Linked DNA regions of Mus musculus: region 1 is linked to region 2. The links are chromatin contacts, called in public ChIA-PET maps. All regions are on one chromosome and are shown on one strand. Each heading gives the region's core, a stretch centred on a gene start, on an enhancer-like site or on the middle of the called end of the contact. The rest is flanking DNA. Distances are from core to core; before and after follow the strand shown.

Region 1 (7,002 bases), core at 2,905-5,404, 240 kb after region 2:
GGTGCACGTGAGAGCCACCTGGTCCGGGAAGCCAAAGGTGACTTTGGTTCATGGAGGATGAGCACATTTGTAATTCTTGTGTGTGGCATTCACCTGATCTAGAAAAGAGAGAGGTAAATACGATGAACTCACCAAATACCTCATCCCGTTTTCACAATAGTGAGAGGGCTTTGTGGTTTTACTTCACACGGAGGGATGAGTTAGTGACTTTCTCATCGAACCGGAAGCTGGATTTTAATTCAGGTTCTCCAGGAAGTCAGTATCTCAAAGATCGTACATGTGAAAGGGTATGCAACTTTAAGAGCTGTAACGTTGCTAAGCGTCCACCAGGGTTAGAGAAGAAAGTGATGGTTCCCTTGCTCAGTTCTGATGGAGGAAGGCTTTCTCAGAGAGTTTTTGTGCGTTTGTTTTTCTTTTGCCCACTTCATCCAAGTCTACATCTGTTTATTTAATTTTTGAAAGTAAGAAACTTGTAAGTTCCAGCTGGGTCAATGACACTTGAATTTTGAGAAACCTCTTATTCACTTCACCCTTATAATGGAAAGTTAGGTCCAAAGATACCTCGCTCTGCCTCAAGGCTTTTCAGCTGGGGCCCTCGGGTGAAGAGAGGAAGGCAGCCAGAGAATGGGGCCTGCAGAGTTTCTCTCACAAGGAGTAATTTAACTAGATATTTCCGCCTTTACGCACTGCTGGGAACCTGCCCGCACCCTCTCCGCTCCCTTCCTTTAAGTGATTTCATATGAACGGGAGGGGAAGTTTTAAGCTTGAAGTCAATCAGTCATCCCCTACCAGACTAAATCATGAATGCCAGACACCTACAGCACCAGGTTCAGAAGATGGGCAGCTGAGGGCAGCCATCCCTTAACCTGCAAGGTACTTTAGGCTGAGGCTCAATTTGGGTTGTCATAGAGGTGTGACGTGAGATGCATTTTTGTGGGGGAGAAACTAAAGCCTTGCCTCTAGATTATTGTGGAAGATCAGCTTCCCAGCTATTGTAATGACTTGTTAGTGTTCCACAACAGCACACTTGACTTTGCAAAAGTGAGGGAACAGGAAGCTTTAAGCTTGATGTAATTGGTGAGTGGCTTGTACAGCCAATGGCAAGAAGACCGATGTGCTCATAAATATGGGTTTAGGGAAGTTGCTTAACAGTCTCACCACCAAGATTAATATTGCCCAACAGCTAAATGAGACTAGCACCTCCTACATCACAGTAGGACTCTTACGAGAAAACACTTATGAAATGGAGCCTCGATTGGTCGCGCACTTGAGCAGAATGTGGAGGTTAGCCTGGAGAAATAGGGTACCAAACCAAAGCGGAACCCCCATGTCTGCCATCTAGTTGGCAGAGCAAGTGTCGCTGTCCTGCGCGGAGGCGAAGCGACGCATCACATTTAGCATCCGCTGTCCTAGAGTGAACCCGGGCCCTAGCCTCAGAGGGATCCGTGCAGACGTGGGATACAGCAGGCTCAGGCTAGGTGTTGGGACACTGCGGTGGCTGGGCCGCTCCCTTTAGCCCTTACTCTCTGCCAGACCAGACTGACTGGTTCCAGCAGCTCACCCAAAGGAATTTGGGTGGCCATCCCTCTCTGTGGAGTACCGCCCCCGCCTCCCACCCGGTGCGATAACATCAAACTGCACCCGCCTCTGGGCTAACGAAAGCCAGGAGAGGAAACCGATACTCGCCTGCCCGCCTAGGCTCCACCTCTCGCGGCTTCCATTGCTAGGCAACTACACCTCTCACCTCTTGGGAAACACTGGAGAACTAGCAGTAAATGTTAGAATTTCAGGAAAGTATCCAGAGCTGCTACCCCACCTCATTCTCCCATGCTTCTCTCATTCTCCCAACTTCTACCTTTAGGTTTTTCCTCCCTTTTGCCTCCCCCCTTCCTCCAACTCCCAATAGCAAGCCTTTATACAATCTGTCGCCAGAAAGTGTGTGCCCTCACAAAAGAAAAGCAGACTCTCATTCCTACTCTTCAGAAGATGAGTCTCAGAGACCTGAAGTTGCCCAGTCATTTATATCCTAGGACTGCTGGGGGTGGGGGGTGGGGGTGGGCTTTGCGCCTTCACGTGGTTTAAAACCCACAAAGGAAGGTGTGCCTGTTAATAAGCAGGCAAAGGCTGCGTCCATCTCCCACTCCTGTTCAGATCTGAAGGCGGTTAGTTTTAGCAACTTCCTTCAAAGGAACAGCAACCTCAAAGTTTACATTTTTCCCTCTACCCACTGCTGAGGATGGGACCGAGGGCCGGGTCAGATGCGAGGCAAGCACACTAGCCCAGTCTCTAGGAAACACCAGAGTATCAACAGTAAATGTTAGGATTTCACAAGGAAGGAAGCATTAGAATTTAAAATATAAAATTCAAGCATTAGACAAAGGAGAACAATAAAATGATATAAATCTGGAGGGATTTTTCACACAGCCTATCTTTTTAGGTGTGCCTTTCCCATATTTTATTAAACTCGAGTTGTTGTTTTAAAAAACAGCAGCATTATCAAAGACACATCTGTACAAACATTTTACAAAAGAGAACTCTCTAGGATCAGCTACATCAAGGACAAGCAGAAAAATAGATGCAGTCCAACAAAGACATTGAAAATGACTTCAGACGTTGGAAATGCCTTTTCTTATACAAACGATGGCAGATGAACACTGCGCAGGATCAATTAGTGAGTGAACTGCTCTTCCTTTCCTGAAGGTTGGGAGGCAGGGAGCGAATGGGTCACCAACAACCCGGATAGCCAAATCGCCGCTTTCCCATTTCAAACCGTTTAAGTCTTTGGGTAGATTCAAGTCGCTGGGAAACAAGTGGGCTGCCTGGCACTAGCTTCTTAACCAAGCTATCTAGCCTTTGCTTAACTCTCCCGGTCAGGTTTCCAGTGACTAGACAAGGAATTTCAGAAATGCGTCCTTAAAAAACCAAGGGCGAGGGAGGTGACCTGAGCTCAGCATCTAGAGAACTTGTTTGTGGAGAGAGAAGGAAGAGGTCAAAGCTGGGAGGAAAATTACCTCCTGACTGAGAATTAACAGGCCAACCCATCTGGTCTGAGGTGCCGAGGAAGTCGGGGCATCCTACAGGAAACCTACAAGCTAGGTTCGCTTCTCATCTCCCCCAGCTCCTTAAGCTCCACCTTTTTGTATTTGCCCGACTTCCTCCGTTTGGTGACCACCAAGACCACCACACCAGCCACTACCGCTACCGAGACGACAGCGATGACGGCAATGACGCCGGCGGTGAGGCGCTTCATGGAGAACTGGGGGGGCTTCTCGTCCAGGTAGTAGATGAGCGTCCGCTCCACATGCAGGGGTTCCCCACGCACCTGCACGTCCAGGCCGCGGCGGCCCATGAACAGTGACTCGCCTTTAATGTCCCTTTCGAAGTAGTAGGCGGCATCAGCGATGTCCACGTCTCTCAAGCCCTTCTGCGACGCGTTCTGCCGAAGCTCTATCTGAATGGTGGGCTCCTCATAGTGTACCGCGGATAGGAAGCTGGGGTGCAGCTTGTAGCGTTCTTGGAAGAGCCGCCGCAGCTCGGAGTCTAGGTCAGAGTGGTTGAAGGCTCGGTCGGTCGGGCGGTGGCGCAACTCAATGAGGATGTGGTGGGTTCGCACCACTTCGTCGCAGCGCAGGCTTTGGTCTCCCTTGTCCGTGCGGCGCACGCCCACCGAGTTTACGCACCAGCACACCGAGGTCTGGTTGCACTGGCGCGCCTTGAAGCGGCCCTTGTCGTCACACTCCGGGTCGTAGAGGCCATCGTTGTCCAGTATCGCGTGCTCGCTCGGCATCACCAGGCTGCGGCCGCTCTTCCGGGCGCTCATGCGCGCCTTGAGCAGCAGGCACTTGGAAGTTAGCGTGGAGCAGTCGACCAATACCTGTGAGCCCATTGCCCGACATTGGCAGACCCCGCCTGGGCCATTTGTGTCGCAGACCGTCATCTTGTTGGTGGGGCATGTACAGTTGCTCTGAGCCGTGCAAAAGCGGGTCGCCATCGCCAGCAGTAGCAGTAGCAGCGGTGCTAGATCCAAGCCCCTCGCCATGGTGGGGTGGAGTAGAATGGACCTCCAACTACAGACCAGAGGCAGGGATTCTGAAGGATCAGGCTGGGTAGGACACTGCAGGCGACTCCTGCCGGGCTTTTCCCTCCAGCTCTTATAAGCTCCTGTACCTGTAGGACTGGTTAGCTAGTGACTCACTCAATGGAATTTGGGTGGCGCTCCCTATTCCCAGGTCCCGCGGAAGAAGCCGGCAGCCCTGAGCTGCCTGAGATAGAATCAGGCAGGGGAGATTGCTCCTGCCATCTGCTGACCAAAACCCCATAGAGGAAACCAGTACTTACCTGGCCGCACCCCTCCTCATAGCTCAGAACCAGGGCGTCCCACCTTTCCTAGTGCACCTCAGGAGTTTCTCCAGAGGCCCAGCTCCCGACTCTCACGTCCCTACAATTCCAGACCCCATAATCCCGTACCTTCTTTTTCTCTCAACTCCTATCTTCAGTTTCGTTCCTTCCCTCTCTTCTTGCTCCAGAACACCTTATAACACAGTTAAACAGTTCACTGACATAAACCTGATCACATGCCTTTGTCTGTAAACCCTATTCTAGGTGAGATGGTGCAGCTGAGGCAGGGAGACCTGAAGTCACCCAGCCACTGATTTCCCAGGATTCTCCCTGGGCTTTCTGCTTGGCTTTAAGAACTATAAATGAGTATTTACAAAAACAAAATGTTGCAGCATCTGAAGACAGGCTAGTTAAAACAATTCTATTGCTACATCACCTGCACAGCACAATCCAGTTGTCATGGTGTGCCACATATGAAAAGTCCTATTGAACAATGCATATGCCTGTACTTGTGTAAGATAAATGAAAAGAAAAAAAATTGTAGAGTAAGCCAGTCCACTAGGAGAGATGTACAATTTGATTCTAAGAGAGGCAATTTTTTATTTTCTTTCCCTGTATTGAATGATATAACGAGAGAAGGGAGCCTGTGAGAAACTGTGCTTCTTTAATAGGATGAAGGAGCGACACTCTCTTTTAGAATCTAGAGAAAGTCCACCGCTCAAAGCTGTGGTAAAATTAACAATAATTAACAAACTATAATTATTTCCAGGCCCACCTTCAAAATACATTTTATATATATCAGCATTTAATGTACGCCACTAGAATACTGAACAAGGGTGTCATTTGACTCATGGTAGCCAGTTGGGCCTCTCTGCACCATTAATTTTCAAGCAATTCCTGAGGCAGACAGATACAAACATATTATTTTGTCTTTACAGACAGAGGAAGTCGAGACACGAGGGACAAATGCTTACCCAATAGCAGTAGGAGATCTCGGTACACACCTCTGATTTCTACCCCCACTGTCTCTTGAACAACTAGCTTATCCTGTCCAGCTTCCACCCACCTTGCCTCAGAGAAAGATCTAAAGCACAAATGTGTGCACATCTTCTTTTTTGTTGAGAATACTCTCTCTCTCTCTCTCTCTCTCTCTCTCTCTCTCTCTCTCTCTCTCTCTCTGTGTGTGTGTGTGTATGTACAGGTAAGGAGACATCTTGGCTCTAAGAACAGAGTTCATATTTTATGAACTGGTGCACAGTGCCAACTGCTGTCATAGTTACTGCCATCATCATTGTATCCCTGCAAACTTCTCAGACGTCCACCAGCCTTTGCAGAGTTTGGTACCTAGAATCTCCTTTTCTTTATCTGTTTCAGTATACAATTGTGATTTTCTGCTCAACTCCTTGGTTACTTTCAGGAAGCTTTTTCTGATACATCCCTCCCACATCCACTCAGGAATATGTCTTTTGCTTTTACTTCCTTATTTTTTGCATCCTAGGATTAGCAAAAAAAAAAAAAAAAAAAAAAAAAAAAAAAAAAAAAAAATTACCCTTCCTGGGTCTCTGTTGCCCAGAGTAAACTGGGTACATCAGTTTCTGGCTCTGTTTCTTAGATTTTTTTTTTTTCCTGAGAATCAAACTAAATATACAAGGCAGTGAATGGTAAAGCTTGGTAAACTCCAAGACAATGTTATATTCTGTTAAAAAAATTATCCCATCTCCTCACTTTTCAAGTGATTTGCTGGGTGGTCACAATCTACTATCTACTTGTAATACCACCTCATTTTCATTCCCCTGAGTCCCAAGCCATATGGAGGAAAGCTAGTGGGGAGGCAGTCTCAGGGCTGATACATATAGGTAATCATGTGTTGACTACTTAGTTACCTCATGGGATTTTGTTACGTACTGGGAGGAGTGGAAGTGCAGGCATCCAAGCCTGGTATTCTCAATGTGAAGCTAGAGTGAGCAAAGATGACCTTCATATCCCCTGGCTCCCTTCGTTAATAGCTGGTCCTACCAGGCTTTCTCCAACAGGCACAAACCGATCCAGCTCGGATTCTCTCTTCCTCTAATTAAAAGCAAAATCAAGTGCTAGCTTGATTAATTTCTTTGTGTTTTTATTGTAATGTAGAAATACTTAACAAAAGTTTCCCATCATTTCAGGATTGTCCAGTGCTTACAAGGGGCAGCAGCCATGCCAGATTACTGCATCCCTGGCACAGAGTATACAGGAGGCACTAGGTACTGCGTGTTTAATTCACAGTGAATTGTGTCCAGAATGTCACAATATTGATATGACACTCCCTAGAGTGTACATGTGAACTATTTAAGTGTTTATGACCTGGGAGAGATTAATATCACCACATGTGACATCTTTGATTACCATCCCTACCTTAGTCCACCTTCCAAATACATAGTTTTAAGGAAGACTAGATAATGGCGCCCTGAGATTGCATCTACATGTATGCCTGAACACAGAATCTTAATAGTCTTGTGCCTGTAGAAAAGGAGACTATGTTCTGATGAAGGACTGCTTTAGAGATTAGAGTTAGGATTAGGGTTTGGAATGGCCTTTTTATGTTTAGTAGGTTCAATGTTAGGCTTAGAGTTTCTGGTTGGTCGTTAAGACATGTTAGTATTAAATTTAGTGGTTAGGGTTCAGGTT
Region 2 (6,113 bases), core at 1,792-4,291:
TTATCCATAAGACTTAAGTACCTATGGTGAAGCTAATTTTATCCAGAGACAGCTGGCTTGTCTTCACTGTCACAGACCTTTGGAGTAGGAACTGGGCAGATAAAATGAGGTACGTTGGCTTTCTAGTATCAAGCCTCATTACTCATGAGGGAGTCATAGCCCATCTTTAACCGATCTAGAGTCAGCCGCTCACCACCGAAGATGAGTGGGCGGAGAGAACTTGATGCAAAAATGGAAAGAGAAATATGTTGATGCTCCAGGTCAAAAGAATCAGTTGGGTCAGCCTCATGTGGTGACAGATCTTCTATGTTGGAGGGTAAATAGCCTTCATGGCTAGGAAGGTAGTTCACTGGGGTGACTGTCAAGGGGCTGGTCAGGTTGGCCAGTTTTGAGTCAGGGTCTCTGCTTTCTAGCACCTTGTATAGGTTCACTAGTTGTCTGGTCTCAGCTGTGAGAGTTCCTGTAGCTTGTGGATTGGCAATATACATTGCATCTTGCTTGGAGGTAGAGTAGCCTTGGAATCCTTGGCCTCTTTTGAAGTAATATGGTTGTCTGACAACTGGGATCATGTGGTAGAGGACTTCATGGATGATCAGGGGCTCAGGCTCTTCAGGAGTGGGCCATGCCATCAGGAGATTATCCGTAGGTAGCTGGATCTTCTCCTGTGAGAAGAGTAGATGTATAGGTTACTTTGACAGCCCATTTCTCCAGGTTTCCGGAACCTCACCCTGCTGCCCTGCTTCAGCCTGGTGAGAAACTATGGGCCTTTAAATTTTGGAGGGGCCAGAGCCAGATTTCACTCTCATCCACCTCCTACCCTATCACTGCCATTCTCCAGCCAAGGAGAGATTCATTGCTCAGCCTCAGGCCACTTGCTTCCCCCCCCCCCTCCTAGTAGGAAAGGCAGAAAGAAAAAACTTAGGGCAGTCTGGAGAGAAGGATGGAGTATTGGAGGTCGAGGGAAATTGGTGAACTAAGCCTTCTAGTTTGTTGCCCATTACCCTTTTGTTGAGAATCAAACTCAGTTTGTGTAGGATAAGGCATATGCTTTACACTCACTGGATCACACCCCTAGCCCTGTTAGTACTAGAAAAGAAAAAAGGATTTAGAAATGGGAAAGGCTACTCACGAAGCACTTTTATTAAAGACCGCTATGTAGCCCTGGCTAGCTTGGATCTCTACCTCCTGTGTACTAGGATTAAAAATGTGATTAAAGGCATCATAACATCTTCATCGTACTTTGGGGATATGCTAAGGGGCTTGGACTTTGGACTTCCATGGTTTCAGGTAAGGAAACATGTCAGATTTGGCAATTAGGAAAGATCACTTGAAAGCCAGGTATGGTGGCGCACGCCTTTTAATCCCAGCACTTGGGAGGCAGAGAGAGGCAGGCAGATTTCTACAGCCTGGTCTACAGAGTGAATTCCAGGACAGCCAGGACTACACAGAGAAACCCTGTCTCTCTCCAGCCCATATAAGAAACAGTTTTTCTTTTTCACAATTCACTGATTATTTGTACAAAGTAATACAAGTACATAGTTAAGAGGTCAAAAAGAATATGCAATAAAGATGAAAAGGCTTCCTATTCTCAACTTCTCTCCAGAGGTAGCTACCGTAATAATCAATGTTTGTATTTGGCTGGCTTCTGTAAGGGCTATCTCTGTCATACCCAGGATCACTAACTACATTAAGCAATTATTATAATTTGTGTGTGTGTGTGTAGAGAGAGAGAGAGAGAGAGGTCTTATGATAGCCCACACTGGTACTCCTGCTTTGACCTCCCTAGTACCGAGATTATAACACCACTACCATCACCACATACACTTAGACATGGTTAAAAAACCCTTTAAGCACATATAGGCGTCTTCATGCATGTTTTACTTGAACTTACATTGTGGTGAATGTACTTCTGCCATGTGACTTTTGGCATGTGTTTATATGACAGTTTCTGTTACTCTACTGTCTAAACCTTTGGGCATCTTAGCATTTTATCAGGGCTTGTAGAATCTCTTTGTCTCTCTTTCCCAATCAGAGTTCATGGTTATAGTATGAAGAGCAGTGCTTTCACCTAGGAGAGAGTTGGCTCCCACTGTGATTTAGGCTTCTATACCTAAAACATTCTAATGTTCAGCTCAGTTGGTTCAAATCCTGGTACTTGAATCCACACCAGCAAGGCATTTATTAAAGCTTTGTGGCTTTCTGTTGTGTCTTTTGACCATTGTGTCATTATCACTATACTTGCTCTTGTTACCTAAACAAAAATCCTTTAATAGAAGTCTTCAAGTATGGTTATTCTTGGGAAGGAAATGAAAACTGAAAAGAAATGGACATGGACTCCAAGCATTGGGAGCCTGAGGCATTTGGGATCTCATGATTTTGAGGCCAACCAGAGCTACAGAGTAAAGTTCTATTCTTGCTGTAGTATGCAATATAATGGTGCTTGGTGTTTAGATAACTTGGACAAGTTACCCAACACACACACACACACACACACACACACACACACAGAGTAGCATACCCAACACACACACACACACACAGAGTAGCAACAGGTCGGACCCTTCAGACCCAATGGCAAAAACGCTGCACTGATTTACAGTCCTAAAGCAGAGATGCCTAGGATCAGTTCCTTTAAGTAGAGGCAGGATCACTGGCTTCTGGCTTAAGGAAATAATTCAAGAGAAGAATCTTGAAGAAAATTTTCAGTCTTCAGCATCAGGAAAGATTCTCTTGTCTGCTGAGCCAGCTCTTTCATAAAGCTTTACATATGGCTTCCCACAAAACCCAAAGCCAATTGTTTGTTCCTCTGTGCTGTGCTTCAGCAGGATTGGGAAAGTTAACTTCAGTTACCCTGAGTTTGGATCAGTTATCTGAGGACTGGCCTGATTGGCAAGACCCACTTGCTTTCTCTTTGAAATAAGTTGGAGTGAGGAAGAACATGGAAGCTCATGGGAGAATAAAGCCTGGTGGATTTTGTGCTCATGGGCTTCAGAAGTTCTCGTGATGGCTCCTTAGCAACTCAGCTCACCCACAGAATTTCCTTCCTGCCTGGGGTGGGGGTGGGGGTGGGGGTGGGGGTTCCTTAGCTGTGTTCATCACTAGCACTACACTGGCTGCCAATGTGATTTGTACCTTACCTCCAGAATGGGATACTTCTTTACCCAAGTGCTGTTTGCTGGATCTGGAATGGTTCTGCTATACCATTGAGGTTTGAGAGTAGACAGGAGAGTAAATGCCCTACAGATAAGAAAACAGTTACATTTAGTTAAATATGTCTACAAAGACAGGTGCACAGTCTTTCAATGCAGTTAATTCATGGGAGAAGAATCTTTTGTTCGGAAAGCAAATTGCAATCCCTCAAAAAAAGCATTAGCTAAGGCTTCCTTGGATTGGTGGCATGCTGCGGCCACTTAGAATTTGCTAAATAAACTAAAAACAAAATTTGTTTTCATTTAATTTTTAGCGGTTTGTCACTATCTAGCCATGTATTAATTCAGCAAATAGCATTAAACTAAATATGTGACCAGTAGGGTGGCACATGCTGGAAATAGAGCCAAGTAGAAGGCATTGTTCATAGACCTGGGGATCTTACTAATGAGCTAATAAAAATATTTACAGTTTATGATAAAATTGTTACAATGAAGGTTTAAGTAGGATAAGAGTAATAACTTGAATATAGTGTTTAAAATGCTATGAAAAAGGTATTCTAGAGAAATATCTGTTAACAGTGGTTATACTATTAACATAGTAACATAAAGATAGGTCTTTTAATGTGATGAGGAAAAATTCAAGAAACTTATAAATGCACATTATTTAAACCAATAAGACTGATAAACTTTGATGAGAAAGGTTAGGTCCTGGTTCTCAGCCTTCCTAATGCTGCCACCCTTTAATACAGTTCTTTATGTTGTAGTTACCCCAATCCATGAAATTATCTTGTTGCTACTTCATAACTATAATGTTGTGCTGTTATGAATCATGTAAATATCAGATATGCAGGATATATGACATGCAACCACTGTGAAAGGGTTATTCAACACCCCTCCCCCAGGGGGCTGTGACCCATAGCTGAGGACCACTGTGTTAGATGGATTCGCTATCTGGCAATAGTGGGTAGTAGTCGTTTGGATGTGATTCTCTTTGACTCCTGAGATAAACTTTATCGAAGTCTTTTTAGAAAATTATTTGTTTTTGCCTTCTTATGTGTAAGAGTGTTTTGCCTGGTTCCTCCAGAGGTCAGAAGAGGGCACCAGATCCCCAGGAACTAGCGTAACAGATGGCTATGAGCCGCTATGTAGGTTCTGGGAAATGAACCTGACCCCCATACAAAGAGCAACTAGTGCTTTCAAGTGCTGAGCCAGTGTCTCTAGCCCCTTCCAAAGTAGTTTTTTTGTTGTTGTTGTTTTTTTGTTTTGTTTTTTTTTGAGACAGGGTTTCTCTGTATAGCCCTGGCTGTCCCGGAACTCACTTTGTAGACCAGGCTGGCTTCAAACTCAGAAATCCACCCGCCTCTGCTTCCTGAGTGCTGGGATTAAAGGCATGCGCCACCATGCCCAGCTCTTAAAGACCTCTACTTTGAGGCTCTTTTGATAGATCTGCCAGACAAAGTGCACTAGCTGACAGAATACTGAGCTAGTTCTATTTGGTACCTATTACTTGGCATCTGAAGACATCTTTGTGTTGAAAATGAACTGATTATTTTTCTTTTACAATGTAGTTTTTTTTAAGATTTACTTATTACTATATCAAAGTACACTGTAGCTGTATTCAGATCTCATTATGGATGATTGTGAGCCACCACGTGGTTACTGGGATTTGAACTCAGGACCTTTGGAAGAGCAGTCGATGCTTTTAACCACTGAGCCATCTCTCCATCCCAATGTAGTTCTTTTTTAAGACTACGCTTAAAAAGGATTTAAATTATTATTTTGTATTGGTGTGGGTTTGCATGTGCTATTATGCATGTGAAGTCAAAGAACAACTTGGTAGTGGGTTCTAGAGATCAAAAGTCATCAGCCTTGGTAACAAGTGCCTTTACCCACTGAGATCTATCTTGTCAGCCCATTTTTTTATCAAATAAATAGAATTAAAGTCACCTATCGTTTTGTTCCCAAATATAATCACCATTTAATACTGTGTAATGTATCTTTGGAGCAGAGCGCTCATTGCCATTGACTTATTTCCTCCTTTTTCTACAGTTCAGGATCTTGCTTTATTGAAATAACAGTAAGTTCAGCTAAAAGACTACAGTGTTAATCCATCTTGCCTCACCAGGTTCTGTCTATTGAGATTTAACTAAAAGTATCATGTACAACTTCTTCAAAGCTCCTGAAAGGGGACGTATTGTCACTCTTTTCCTATTTCCCTCGATTGTAGAATATAGTGGCACACAGCTGTGAGATCACAGAGTGAAAGCTCACAAGGAAGCTATGGGATGATATAGTGCAACATCTCATCCAAGTCAGGATAGTGCACTAGGAAAATTGTCCGGGCCAACCATGGAGCCACAAAAGCAACCCATTACCTAGGTTTCTTTATCCAGCTGAGAACCTGCTATGACAGCTTACATGGATTTTGGCTTTGGGGATTTTAAAATGTAAACTTTTAAAATTTTTGATATGCATTCAGCCACAATGGTTGAATAAATTTATCCTATCACTGCAGTGATGGTTTATATTTTTGAAATGCATTTATAGGACTGGGGAGATGGCTCTTAGTGGGTACTAGTATTTCTGTGCATGTATGAGGATCTGGTTCACTTCCTTGCGACACACATAAAAGCCAGGTATTGCCAGCTGTGTGTGCCTGTAAACTCAGTATTGCAGGGAGGAAACAACAGAATCCTGGGAGCTGGCTGGTCATCAGCCTAGCTAAAATGTCAACCTTGGAGTCAATGAAAGATCCTCAAAGCATATAAGGCTGAAAGCATATAGGAAGACACTCAACATCTTCCTCTGCCCTCCACATACCTATGCATAGCTGCATGCTTCCCCTTATATGCACACACCTGATACATGCATGCATGCAGCCACAGTCCATATATTAAATTGGGGGGGGGGGTGCAACTAACTCACTTTTGCCGGAAGTAACGAATTGAGAACGTGCCCACCGTG

What was found. ChIA-PET counts read pairs in DNA pulled down with a chosen protein or histone mark.
Region 1: a contact with region 2 is called in an RNA polymerase II ChIA-PET map of memory CD8 T cells, with 3 times the contacts expected there. The contact joins the promoter of Tacstd2 here to the enhancer-like site in region 2. A contact is called at or near these places in 3 of 484 Hi-C or Micro-C datasets (CD4 T cells, CD8 T cells and epidermal suprabasal cells), 2 of 115 datasets of contacts at active chromatin or transcription factors (embryonic stem cells and memory CD8 T cells) and 2 of 9 other capture datasets (adipose tissue and liver).

Annotation. Positions count from the first base shown.
Region 1 is chr6:67,531,668-67,538,669 of GRCm38.p6, forward strand. It overlaps Tacstd2 (tumor-associated calcium signal transducer 2), which reads right to left and starts at 4,155. Exons shown (of 1, transcript NM_020047.3): 1 at 2,392-4,155. The coding sequence starts at 4,039. The coding sequence ends at 3,086.
Region 2 is chr6:67,292,075-67,298,187 of GRCm38.p6, forward strand. It overlaps Il12rb2 (interleukin 12 receptor, beta 2), which reads right to left. Exons shown (of 16, transcript NM_008354.4): 14 at 6,075-6,113; 15 at 3,138-3,237; 16 at 1-662. The coding sequence ends at 129. Among named protein-coding and RNA genes, the nearest start is that of Serbp1, 28 kb to the left of the region's middle. Within about 2 kb of position 3,042, at least 7 of the 459 cell types and tissues checked have an H3K27ac peak or open chromatin away from gene starts, as enhancers often do. A contact at or near this core is called in memory CD8 T cells, where this site is marked.